2 separate regions of the Oryctolagus cuniculus genome follow, and region 2 is linked to region 1. Evidence: chromatin contacts called from public Hi-C data. All regions are on one chromosome and are shown on one strand. The core of a region is the stretch at or near the end of the contact, and the rest is flanking DNA. Distances in the headings are between cores, read along the strand shown. Region 1 holds the start of SNRNP35 (small nuclear ribonucleoprotein U11/U12 subunit 35). Region 2 overlaps KMT5A (lysine methyltransferase 5A).

What was found. A called contact is a pair of places that touch in the nucleus more often than the background predicts.
Region 2: a contact with region 1 is called in a Hi-C map of skin fibroblasts, with 4 times the contacts expected there. The contact joins the enhancer-like site here to the promoter of SNRNP35 in region 1. A contact is called at or near these places in 3 of 6 Hi-C or Micro-C datasets (ear pinna, skin fibroblasts and an unstated tissue).

Annotation. Positions count from the first base shown.
Region 1 is chr21:5,900,619-5,906,141 of mOryCun1.1, forward strand. It overlaps SNRNP35 (small nuclear ribonucleoprotein U11/U12 subunit 35), which reads right to left and starts at 3,642. Exons shown (of 2, transcript XM_008251630.4): 1 at 3,505-3,642.
Region 2 is chr21:5,940,915-5,947,068 of mOryCun1.1, forward strand. KMT5A (lysine methyltransferase 5A) reads right to left here. Exons shown (of 8, transcript XM_070066111.1): 7 at 5,080-5,270; 8 at 3,040-4,651. The coding sequence ends at 4,441. Among named protein-coding and RNA genes, the nearest start is that of KMT5A, 18 kb to the right of the region's middle. Within about 2 kb of position 1,662, at least 2 of the 8 cell types and tissues checked have an H3K27ac peak or open chromatin away from gene starts, as enhancers often do. A contact at or near this core is called in ear pinna, where this site is marked.

The DNA of each region.
Region 1 (5,523 bases), core at 2,392-4,891:
CGGGGCTGGCGTGCGGCTCAGCAGGTTACGCTGCTGCTTGCAATGATGGCCTCCCGAACCAGCAAACCAGCTCAAACCCTTGCTGCCTGGTTTCTGACCCAGTGTCCTGCGTATGTGCCTGGGAAGGCAGCAGATGGTGGCCCCTGACCCCACCCAGGTGGGAGACCCAGATGGAGGTCTAGGCCCACGGTTTCGGCCTGGCCCAGCTCTGGGCTTTGCAGCCACTTGAGAAGTAAGCCAACACATCCAAGATATCCCTGCTTCTCTGTCACTCTACACTCTGCTTTTCACATAAATTTTCAAAATGAAATCCAAAGCTCCAGGGCTGTGGCTGATACTGTAGCGCAGGAGGCTTAGCCTCCACCTATGGCGCCGGCATCCCACATGGGCACCAGTTCGTGTCCCAGCTACTGCTCTTCCGACACAGCTCTCTGTTATGGCCAGGGAAAGCAGTGCAAGATGTCCCAAGTGTTTGGGTCCCTGCACCCACGTGGAGACCTGGAAGAAGCTCCTGGCTGCTGGCTTCAGATCGGCTCAGCTCTGGGCATCTGGGGAGTGAACCAGCAGATGGAAGACCTCTCTCTCTGTGTCTCTGTCTGTAGCTCTTCCTCTCCAATAAATGAATAAAATCTTTTTAAAAAGGGGGCAAGCATTGGCCTGGCAGTGAAGCCACCGATTCCTGGGAGGCAGGGGTGGTTCCCGCCGCCAGGGGAGGCCTGGGATGAATTACAGGCTCCAGGCTTCAGCTCAGCCAAACCCCAGCCGCTGCAGGCACCTGGGGGTGAACCAGGGAGGGAGGCGCTCTCTCTCCTCAGTCTATCTTACTCTGCCTCTCAAATAAATAAATAAATTTTAAAGCAGAACTCTGTAAAGTACTTCTCACTCCTAACAGCATCTTTCCACAATATTTATTTATTTATTTATTTAACAGGCAGAGTTAGTGAGAGAGAGAGACAGAGAGAAAGATCTTCCTTCCATTGGTTCACTCCCTAAATGGGAGTGCCGATCCGAAGGCAGGAGCCAGGTGCTTCTCCTGGTCTTCCATGGGGTGCAGGGCCCAAGCACTTGGGCCATCCTCCACTGCCTTTCCGGGCCACAGCAGAGAGCTGGCCTGGAAGAGGAGCAACCAGGACAGAATCCCATGCCCCGAGCAGGACTAGAACCTGGTGTGCCAGCGCCGCAGGCGGAGAATTAGCCTATTGAGCTGCGGTGCTGGCCTACAATATTTATTAAAATGGTTATCTACAACTTCCCCCCCTTCTCCAGTTTCCCAGGAGTCTCTCTGCTTTCGCTCCTGCGGGGGAATGAATGCTGCCGAGGTGCACTGCGGAATCTCTCCCTTACCAGCGAAAACGCCAGACACCCACAGCATGGAGCCGGAGGTCACGCGCTGCAGGCGGGCCTCTGACCTGCACATCCCGTCAGGAAGCAGGCTACGCCCCGTGAGCGTGCCCTACGCCCCCAGCCCCAGGCCTGTCCCTGCACAATCTCCTCTGCTGGGAACCTTCCCCGCCATCCCACTTCTACTCTGCGGGTGGGAACTCTGCGGGCCCCTCCGAGGCCGGCCGCGGACCTGCCCCGCAGAGCCACCTGTCTCCAGCCCACTCAGAACTCACAAAACATGTCTGTGTCCCAGCCAGCCGGCACAGGAGCACTTCGCAGACTGGAAGGCGGGACGCTACACCGTCTCCCCCAGATGCAGGGAGGGGAACACGTGCCTGGCACCCTGAGCCGGCACCGAGGACGTGGCCTCTGGTGGCCTTGGCAGGGAGACAACTTCAGGTCTGCTCCGCGCGCCATCACGACCGGAGCTTCTCCACGTGGAAAAAAGTGAGAGCCAGCCCATGTCACCTCGCTCTCCCTGCCCTGGCGAGAGCCAGCCCCATGTCACCTCGCTCTCCCTGCCCTGGCGAGAGCCCGCCCATGTCACCTCGCTCTCCCTGCCCTGGCGAGAGCCCGCCCCATGTCACCTTGCTCTCCCTGCCCTGGCGAGAGCCAGCCCCATGTCACCTCGCTCTCCCTGCCCTGGCGAGAGCCAGCCCCATGTCACCTCGCTCTCCCTGCCCTGGCGAGAGCCAGCCCCATGTCACCTCGGTCTCCCTGCCCTGGCGTTGGCTATGGAGACAGCCTTCTAGGGGGCCAGTGCCTCACCTCTGACCCCGGGGGGTGTCAGGGTCCTGAGTCCCCCCCTCCCGGCCACGTGCAGGCCGTGGGCACCACAGCTGCCGCCACCTCACACGGGCAAGGTCAGACACACAGAGGCTGAGCAGCCGCACCCCGGTCCGTGTCACCCCAGAGCTGGAGCGCCTCTCATCTCCACCACCGGCCCGATTCTGGGCGGGTGGGGCCCGGGCGTTTCCCACCCCCAACAGAAAGACTCCCTCCTCATTCGCAGCACAGAAAAGCCACAGGGGCCCACCACGCTGTGCTGGCATCCCATCCCATATGGGCGCTGGTTCAAGTCCTGGTCACTCCACTTCCGATCTAGCTCTCTGCTGTGGCCTGGGAAAGCAGTGGAAGATGGCCAAAGTGCTTGGGGCCCTGCACCCGCGTGGGAGACCCGGAAGAAGCTCCTGGCTTCGGATCGGCGCAGCTCCAGCCGTTGCAGCCGTTTGGGGAGTGACCCAGCGGATGGAAGACCTCTCTCTCTCTCTCTGCCTCTGGAATTCTGCCTTTCAAATAACTTTTTTTTTTTTTTTTTAAAGAGCCACCCAACAACACTGCCCTTACTGCACCAAGTCAAGCTCCCGACGGCTTCCAGGGAATCCGAGGGGCATCCCCTCGTGTCGCCCTGCACTTGGGGCTCGCGCTCTCGCTCCCTCTCCCGTCTCCGCGCCCCCCCCCCCCACCAGGTCTCACGGCCCCGAGCCCAGCGTTCTCTCCGCGCTGGGCGTCCTGCGGAGACTTCCCGCCAACGACCTCCGCGTTTCCACGAAAACTATCATCAGGGACACACACGCGGGGCAGCGGAGCGCGCGGGGCCGGGAGCCGGACGCGGGGCAGAGCGCAGCTCGCTCGCACCCGAGTCTGGGCGGCGGTCACCCGCAAGGCGCGGCCAGGCGCCTCGGCCCCCGGGGGGGGGGGGGAGGCCGGGCCGGCCCGAGCGCAGCCTGCCTAGCTCGTCCTCAAACCAGCAGCTCCCGGGGCTCCCCGCCCAAGCGGGGAACGAAACGGGGGCCCGCGGCGGCGACCTCCACCCCGGGCATGCGCCGTGGCGCCCGGGACCCCAGGGCGGAAGTCTCGGGGTGTGGGGGGAAGGCCCGGGCGGCCGACTCCCCGCCCCCGCCCTGACCGCCGGCCCCTCCCGAGCCGGGTGGGCGCGGGGAGGAAGGGGCCATCCTCCCAACGCAACTCTCACCCCCGCTCCCCGCAACACAGCCCCGGAAGGCGCCCCCTCTGCCAGGTCTCAACATGGCGGCCCCCACGACACGGACCCGGCGCCCGGGCCTCAGTCCTCCTGCCTTCTCCCCGCGTGGGCCCTGTCCCCTCCGCGCCCTCGCTCACCGCAGCAAAGCTTGGGCTCTTCCCACGGAGTCAAGCGCCGGGCTCCACGCCACGGAAGATTCCTCCCGCCGGCCTCGCCCGCACTCTCACTTTGGAAGCAGCAGATTCGCCACAGACGCTGGCTTCCTGTTATTTTTGTATTCAGAAATACTTCATCACGAGGTTGAGCGTCGTGCGAGTGGCTTTTCCGAGAACGAGCTTTGTTGTGTTTCTGACTTTCTACACGAGTACAGAAGCCGGCCGGCTGAGCATCGGAAAGATCGAATGTGCAGGTCGCGGAGCAGCTCACTTTCTCCTCCCAAAATGGCGGCGTCGGCTGGCGGGGAGCTTCGTTGGTGGTCGCAGGCTTTTCGTAGCCCCCGGGTTTGTTAAGTTCACTTTCCACACAAGCAAAGCGGGCTTTCAGAGTCGCTGACTTTCCCAGTCCCTGGGCTCAATCTCTAGAAAAAAAAATTTTTTTGGGGGGAAGTCCTCTGATGAGTCGTGGAGCAAACTGAGAGACCCCCCGGCGTCAGAGCCACGGTTACAAAAAATGGAAACCTGGGCGTGAGGGGCGAGGGAGGCGGCAAGGTGCGGTCGAATGAGTGATTTGATGGGCTCATCCGTTCACCTGGATCAGGGTGGCGTGGAGGTAGCCTTTTTTTTTTTTTTTTTTTTTTTTTTTGGAAAGTCAGAGTTACACAGAGAGAGGAGAGGCAGAGAGAGAGAGAGAGGTCTTCCATCCGCTGGTTCCTGCTTTCCCGGGCCCCAGCAGAGAGAGGGATTGGAAGAGGAGCAACCAGGACTCGAACCGGCGCCCATGTGGGATGCCAGCGCTTCAGGCCAGGGCGTTAACCCGCTGCGCCGCAGCTCCGGCCCCGAGTTGGGCTTCCTAAGTCCCGGCGCTGGGTGTCTTCCGGGAGCACCTGATCAGCCCCTTCCCCGTGTGGGATTTCTGCAGACGACTGGGCCTTACTCCTGGAAGGTGATGTTACCGCCCATTGCTGCAGTCATAGGAAAAAGGTATTTTTTTGGTGCGCTTTTCCCCATAAATACACATTTTTCGGACACTCTTTGAAGATCCCTGGTATGCACGAGTTTCAAAAAATTCTTGCACCAGCGTAAATTTCATTTCGTGCCATTTTCCACGAACTTTTCGAAGCCCCCCGAGCGGCTGGGTTAGTTGAGTGGTCCCCTGAGCAGAGCCAGGCTAGGACAGGAGGTGGCACTGGGCAGGGCTAGAGTTAGTGGAGGTGCCGCCTGTGAGTCCTGAGCACGAGGGAGCTACGCTGGGCCGGCCGGGGGCTGCAGGGTGATGCAGGTGCGCCGCCGGCGAGGGCAGACAGAGCAGCAGTGGGGACCTCGCCAGCCCAGTGGGTCGCTCTGCGCCCGTTAGGGGTGTCACAGCTCGTGCAGAAATGCCCAGGCCCTCATGTCCCTGCTGTGCCCAGCCAGCAACACAGGGTGGCCTGGGGAAAGGGTGTCCCCGGCTGGACCCAGGTGCTGCAGCTGGGAGCCCTCTGTGAGACGCACCCCTTGCGCCTGTCCGTCAAGCTCTTTTTTTTTTTAAGATTTATTTATGGCCGGCGCCGCGGCTCACTAGGCTAATCCTCTGCCTGCGGCGTCGGCACACCGGGTTCTAGTCCCGGTTGGGGCGCCGGATTCTGTCCCGGTTGCCCCTCTTCCAGGCCAGCTCTCTGCTGTGGCCCGGGAGTGCAGTGGAGGATGGCCCAAGTGCTTGGGCCCTGCACCCCATGGGAGACCAGGAAAAGCACCTGGCTCCTGGCTCCTGCCATCGGATCAGCGCGGTGCGCTGGCCGCAGCGCGCCGGCCGCGGTGGCCATTGGAGAGTGAACCAACGGCAAAGGAAGACCTTTCTCTCTGTCTCTCTCTCTCACTGTCCACTCTGCCTGTCAAAAAAAAAAAAAAAAAAAGATTTATTTATTTATTTATTTGAAAGAGTTACACAGAGAGAGGAGAGGCAGAGAGAGACAGAGAGGTCTTCCATCCAATGGTCCACTCCCCAGATGGCCACAAGAG
Region 2 (6,154 bases), core at 412-2,911, 38 kb after region 1:
AATGGATTCCAAAGTTTTTTTTTTGTTTCGTTTTGTTTTTTGTTTTTGTTTTTTTTTTGTTTGTTTGTTTGTTTTTTTGTTTTTTTGTTTTTTTTTTTTTTTTTTGACAGGCAGAGTGGATAGAGAGAGAGACAGAGAGAAAGGTCTTCCTTTTGCCGTTGGTTCACCCTCCAATGGCCGCCGCGGCAGGCGCGCTGCGGCCGGCGCACCGTGCTGATCCAATGGCAGGAGCCAGGTGCTTCTCCTGGTCTCCCATGGGGTGCAGGGCCCAAGCACTTGGGCCATCCACCACTGCACTCCCGGGCCACAGCAGAGAGCTGGCCTGGAAGGGGGGCGACCAGGACAGAATCCGGTGCCCCAACCAGGACTAGAACCAAGGGTGTCGGCGCCGCAAGGCGGAGGATTAGCCTATTGAGCCGCTGCGCTGGCCTAAATTCATACTTTTAACTGCATTTTTCTGTGAATGGTTTGAAGTACTTTATGTTAATGAGCACAAGTCCCTACATCCTGCTGCCTGTGAGGTGGGTGTTGTTCTCTGTGTACGCTCAAGGTGGTACATGCAGAGGGAAGTGAAGGAACTTGGCCAGTGTCCCAAGCTAGGGAATGCTAGGAGCAGGACACGGAGCGAATGCAAATGCCACGACCCAGTCTTAAGCACCCTGTCTCCAACAAAAGGGCCCTGGCCTTAAAGCCCTAATCCAGAGGTGGCGTTGTGGCCCAGCGTGTTAAACTACCACTGTGATGCCGGCGTCCCGTACCCAAGAGCAGGTTCGAGTGGTGCCCCACGTCTGACCCAGCTCCCTGCCAGTGTGCCTCAGGGGCAGAAGAAGATGGCCCACGTACTTGGATTCCAGCTAGTGGAATTCTAGGCTTCTGGCTTCAGCTTGGTTTAGCCCAGGACATGGCAGCCACTGGAACCACCAGATGGAGGCGCTCCCTCTGGCCCTCTTTCAAGTAAACAGATACATGTTTTGTTTTCAAAAACGCCTAGTCCAGGTCACCCTCCCGAGTCACCCCTGAAGCTCTCAGGATTGCTGTCTCCCTGGCTGGCTGCTCCCCTCTCGTGCTCCCTGGCGGGCGAGTGTGAGCACGGGAACCGGAACCACAGGCGGACATGAGTGAGGGCAGCAAGCCACGCAGAACGTGCGTGGCTTGGGCGGGGCCATATGCGTGGCAGAGGCCGTTCCTGGGACTGAAGTTTGGTTGCTTGGTGGTTTTCTAAAGATTTTATCCATCCATCCATCCATCCATCCATCCATTCATTCATTTATTTGAAAGGCAGAGTGACAGGGAGGTCTGCCATCAGCTGGTTCATTCTCCACACAGCCCAGGGAAGAGCAGGCCAAAGCCGGGAACCAGGACTCCAGCGGGACCTCCCACATGGGTGGCCCCGAGCACGCCAGCCATCTGCTGCTTCCTCAGGCCGTTACTAGAGCGCTGGGACTCAAACTGTCACTCTGCGGGATGCTGGCATCGCACGCAGTGTGTTAACTCCTGTACCACAGCACCGGTTCCTGGGGACTGAAGTTGGAAGTCCAGCCCTGGGGGCAATCCTACTACACCTGAGCCATCCTTGCCTCAGTTTCCCCATCTGCAGGGCACGGGGCAGCCGCGAAGCACACGTAAGATCATCGTGCACTGCCATCAGGGAGCCCTTGGTGTGTGCGGCTCGTGTTTCCAGACCTGGGGTCACCCTGTGTAAACACAGCCCTGCCCCCTTCTCCTGGGGGACAGACCTGAGAGCCCCCAGCCCCGGTGGCGCCAGTACTCAGGCTGGGCATTTCGTGCAGTGGTTAGGGCACAGCTTGGTTCCTACTTCCTGCTAATGGGAGGCAGCAGGGGCCCAGCACCCTCATGGGAGGCCTGCAGAGGGGTTCTTGGCTCCCAGCTTTGGCCTGGTCCAGCCTGGGCTGCAGCAAGCATTTGGGGGAGAAGCAGGGCACGGGAGATTCCCTCCCTCCCTCCCTCTCTCCCTCCCTCCCTCTCTCCCTCCCTCTGCCTTTCAAGTAAATGTTTCACGAAGTCTCCAGCAAGAAACGCTTGGGGAGTGACTCAGGACAACCTGACGCTGGGGCGTGGGAACATTTCTCCCCCTGGCCGCAGCACAGATCACGCCCCTGGCGCCCCCTGCTTCCTGCCTCTCCCCCACTGCAGGCTCAGCACACACCCAGCGAGGGTGCGGGGCACAGGCCGAGGAGCGGGCTCCAACCAGGCCTCATTCAAGAGGCACAGGAAGTGGGTGCTGCGCCATCATCGTCTCACACAAATGAGCAAATCAACGCCTCCATTAAAGGAGGACTCGGGAGGACCAGGCTGAGCATTTGCAAACAGCCAGCGGCAGGAATCTATCTGTGCCAGACACTCGGCGAAGGGCCTTTTGTGCAGTAAGTCACCCAGTCCTCGCGATCACACACAGCGTCCCAGCTGTTACCGTCAGCCTGCCACAGGTGGGAACCCACACCCGTGTCGGCGGCCTACATGCCTACATGGGCAGGAACTGGAGCTGCCGCTCCCAGGCCTGTGTGGCCAGCAGACCACGTGGACGCCCCTCCCCCCAACACACACAAGGAGACTGTAAGAACACCCGAGGACCAGCTCCCCAAGATGCCCCCCAAGGCGCACAGGCAGACGCCTGCACAGCGTCAGGTTTCAGGGGCCACTGATTTTGTGTGAGAGCGCACAGCTGACCAACACGTGAAGCCAACGCTCGTTCCTACACCAGGGTCCGTACTTGTCTCGAGTGCCCAAGGAGTGGGGCTGAGGGAGCCACCAGCCCATTTAAGATGGGGACAAGGGCCTGGCGGGCGGAGGGACATCTGCCTAAGAACGCAGCTGCAGCTGGCAGTGCCCCCAGGGGCCGGCCTGTCCATGCTCACCTCTCACCTTCACGAGCACCTATGCCTCCATCACATTTCCAGGCCCCCTAAGTGGACAATCATGTGCACTGATACCCCGCCCCCACCCGCCGTGTGGCCCTCACAAATAAACCCCAGACCCAGTCCGGGCTCTTCATAAGAACAGACACACAGGCAGGTGATCTCGCCTGGCAATAAATACTTTAATTTCTCATTTCATTTTTATGATGACAAATAAGATTCAAGTTTATTTCCTTTTTGTTTGCTTACATACAAAGCTAAACCACGACAGGTACAGCCCGCATTTCCACGCTGCCATCGGATCCTCCTCCGACTTGCTGCCCACCCACCAGGCCGGCGGGGGCGGGGAAGACTTTCTTAGGTAGCACCGTCATGAGCCTGGGGTGGGGGGAGGCGCCTGGAGCAGAGGGCAGGCTCTTGACCTGGCCCCACTGGCCTGGGGGCGGACAGTGAGAACCAGCCCCCTCGGGAGGGAGAGGGAGCCACTTCTCCTCCCACCACCGGTCCAGGGGAAAACACTTGAGCTTTGTCCTCGAGCCCTGCCTGCTGTCCCGTGTACCTGGCGCCTTTCCCTGAGGCTGGCGGCAGGGGTCCTGGGGCACCAAGGCCTCGACAGCAGGTCATGGGGGGTGGGGTGGGGGTGGGGCGGCCGGGTAAGTCATTTCTGGTCCCACTACAAAAACTTTATTTTTGATTAGAATAGAGTACCATCTCAAATCTCGCCTACAGAAACAAAGCAAAGAAACCCAGAACAAAAAAATGCAGCCACTTCACTCACTTCAAGACCTATATACATGTAAGTTGTTTGCTGTGGGTTTTTTTTTTTTGCCTTTTTTCTTTTTTAATTTTTTTTTGCTGTTTTTTTTTAAACGTTTTAAATTTTTTTTTTAAAATAAACTCAGTGTTCACATTTCTATAAAGAATTAATAACCCAGTTTCGGGAACCCTGCCCCGGCAGCACAGGGAGGCGGCACCTCCCCCGCCTGCCTCCAGCCTGCTCGGCCGCCTGGGGAGGGGCAGCCTGTGGAAGAGCAGTTGACACCAGGCCTGTGCTCGCGGCCCCGGGGGCCAGGAAGCTTTCGAGAAAGCAGAGGGGAAGACTAGCTTACTGTTAAACCCTTTAAAAAATATTCATACACTTCAGCGTGCGCCTGTCGAGACGCGGGGAGAACAAGAGCTTGGAACGCCCGGGGCAGGCCGGGCAGGCGGGCAGGGCCTGGCTCTGCACCTGCAGGCGGGAGGCCCGCCCGGCGCCCTGCTTCTCTTTCCTCTCTAAAACCTGTGCCGAGTCTTTGACCGCATGCACGGGAAGCACGGACGTTCGACTTGTATGCAAAAAAGGTACAAAACAACTAGAATATAAAAGTTTTGGTAATGTAAGGCCATCTGTTCAAGTCCACCTTGGAAACCTGGAACAGACATTTAAATACTACAGTGAAAAGGCATCTTAATATACTTTTTAAAAACATCTGAAGTAATCTGCTAAGACTAAGTGTAAAAAAACAAAACAAAAACCCATTCCCTTTGAGGGCACTTTGTCCTTTGGAGAGGCCGGCGGCGGCGGTCAGTGCTTCAGCCAGGGGTGGGCTTCGATGGAGGCCTTGCTGCGGTCCCCGTAGTCGTAGAGGAGCTCCTCCCCGGCCGCGATGTCCCGCGCAGCGATGAGGATGAGGTGGGGCACCCCGTCGATGTCGTGCAGTTTGGTCTGGCAGTTCCCGCACTTGCTGTGGTTGATCAGCCGTCCCAGGCGGTTGGTCTCGCGTGTGGCGTCCACGCTGGTGGGGAGGGAGGGGGTTACACAGGCAAAGAGGCCTTTTGACCCGTCAAGGGCTGGAGGCGCAGGGGACACAACCCACAAGGGCTCTTTCTGGAGACGAGGGAGGCAACTGGAGAGTTTTACGAACTAGATCCATGGATAGAAGTCAACTCCGCTGGCCACAGCCAGGAGCACTTAGCGGCCACACAGAGCAGCCAGGTGGGCTGCCGGGCAGGGCTGTGTGAGACGGGTCCAGTTCTGCTTCTCGCTGGATGAGGCGGCCCCCAGCCCACCTCCCACCCCGGGGCTTCCAGACAGGAAGTAGGGAGACAGCCCCGAGACAGGCAGCAAGAACTGCACCCAAAGCCGAACCACAAAGAGCTCGATCAGCCCAGGCCCGTGGCTGGCGGGGCGCGGGGCGGCCACGCGAAGCAGCCGCGGACTTACCAGTAGGTTTTGCTCAGATACTGGAAGTAGTACATGTAGCAGCCCGTGGAGGGGTCCTGGGCGTACAGAGCCTCGCGCTTCTTGGCATCGGTGATCTCGATGAGGTCGCCGTGGTACTCCACCACAAAGTCACCCCGGGAGAACTGCTTCGTGGCAATTACGCCCCTGCCTTTGCCGTCGATGAGGTCAATCTGCCAGGAGGCGGCGAGAGAGCATTGGTTTTTAATAGCAGTGGCGGCTGCAAGGCACGGGCCTTCCTGGGGGCCCGCCAGGGGCAAGCTTTATCTTATTATTATTTTCAAATTTTCAGGATTCATTTATTTACGTGAAATGCAGAGTTACAGATAGAGAGGGAGAGACAGAGCTCTTCCACCTGCTGGTTCATTCCCCAAACACCAGGGCTGACCCAAGCCAAAGCCAGGAACTCCATCCGGGTCTCCCACGCGGGTGCAGGGGCCCAAGCACTTGGAGCATCTTCCGCTGCTTTCCCAGGACCCTAGCAGGGAGCCGGATCGGAAGCAGAGCAGCCGGGACACAAACTGGCGCCCACACAGGATGATCGCGTTGCAGGCAACAACTTCACTCTAAGCCCCAACACTGGCCCCAGGAGCAAACCACACTGAAGAGTGGATACAGCTGTGCAGCCACCGCCGCACCCCAACTTCAGAACTCCTGTGTCCCAGGGCACCAGTGTGCCCGTGTGCAGGGTCCCGGAGCACCAGTGTGCCCGTGTGCAGGGTCCCGGGGCACCAGTGTGCCCGTGTGCAGGGTCCCGGGGCACCAGTGTGCCCGTGTGCAGGGTCCCGGGGCACCCGTGTGCCCGTGTGCAGGGTCCCGGGGCACCCGTGTGCCCGTGTGCAGGGTCCCGGGGCACCCGTGTGCCCGTGTGCAGGGTCCCGGGGCACCCGTGTGCCCGTGTGCAGGGTCCCGGAGCACCAGTGTGCCCGTGTGCAGGCACTGCACGAGGTCCCCAGGGCAGAGCTACCCCAATGCTGCAGATCAGCAGACCCGGGCTCACAGAGCACAGCCATGTGGCTGAGGCCACAGAGCCAGGAACTGCACCGCATAGCCTCGG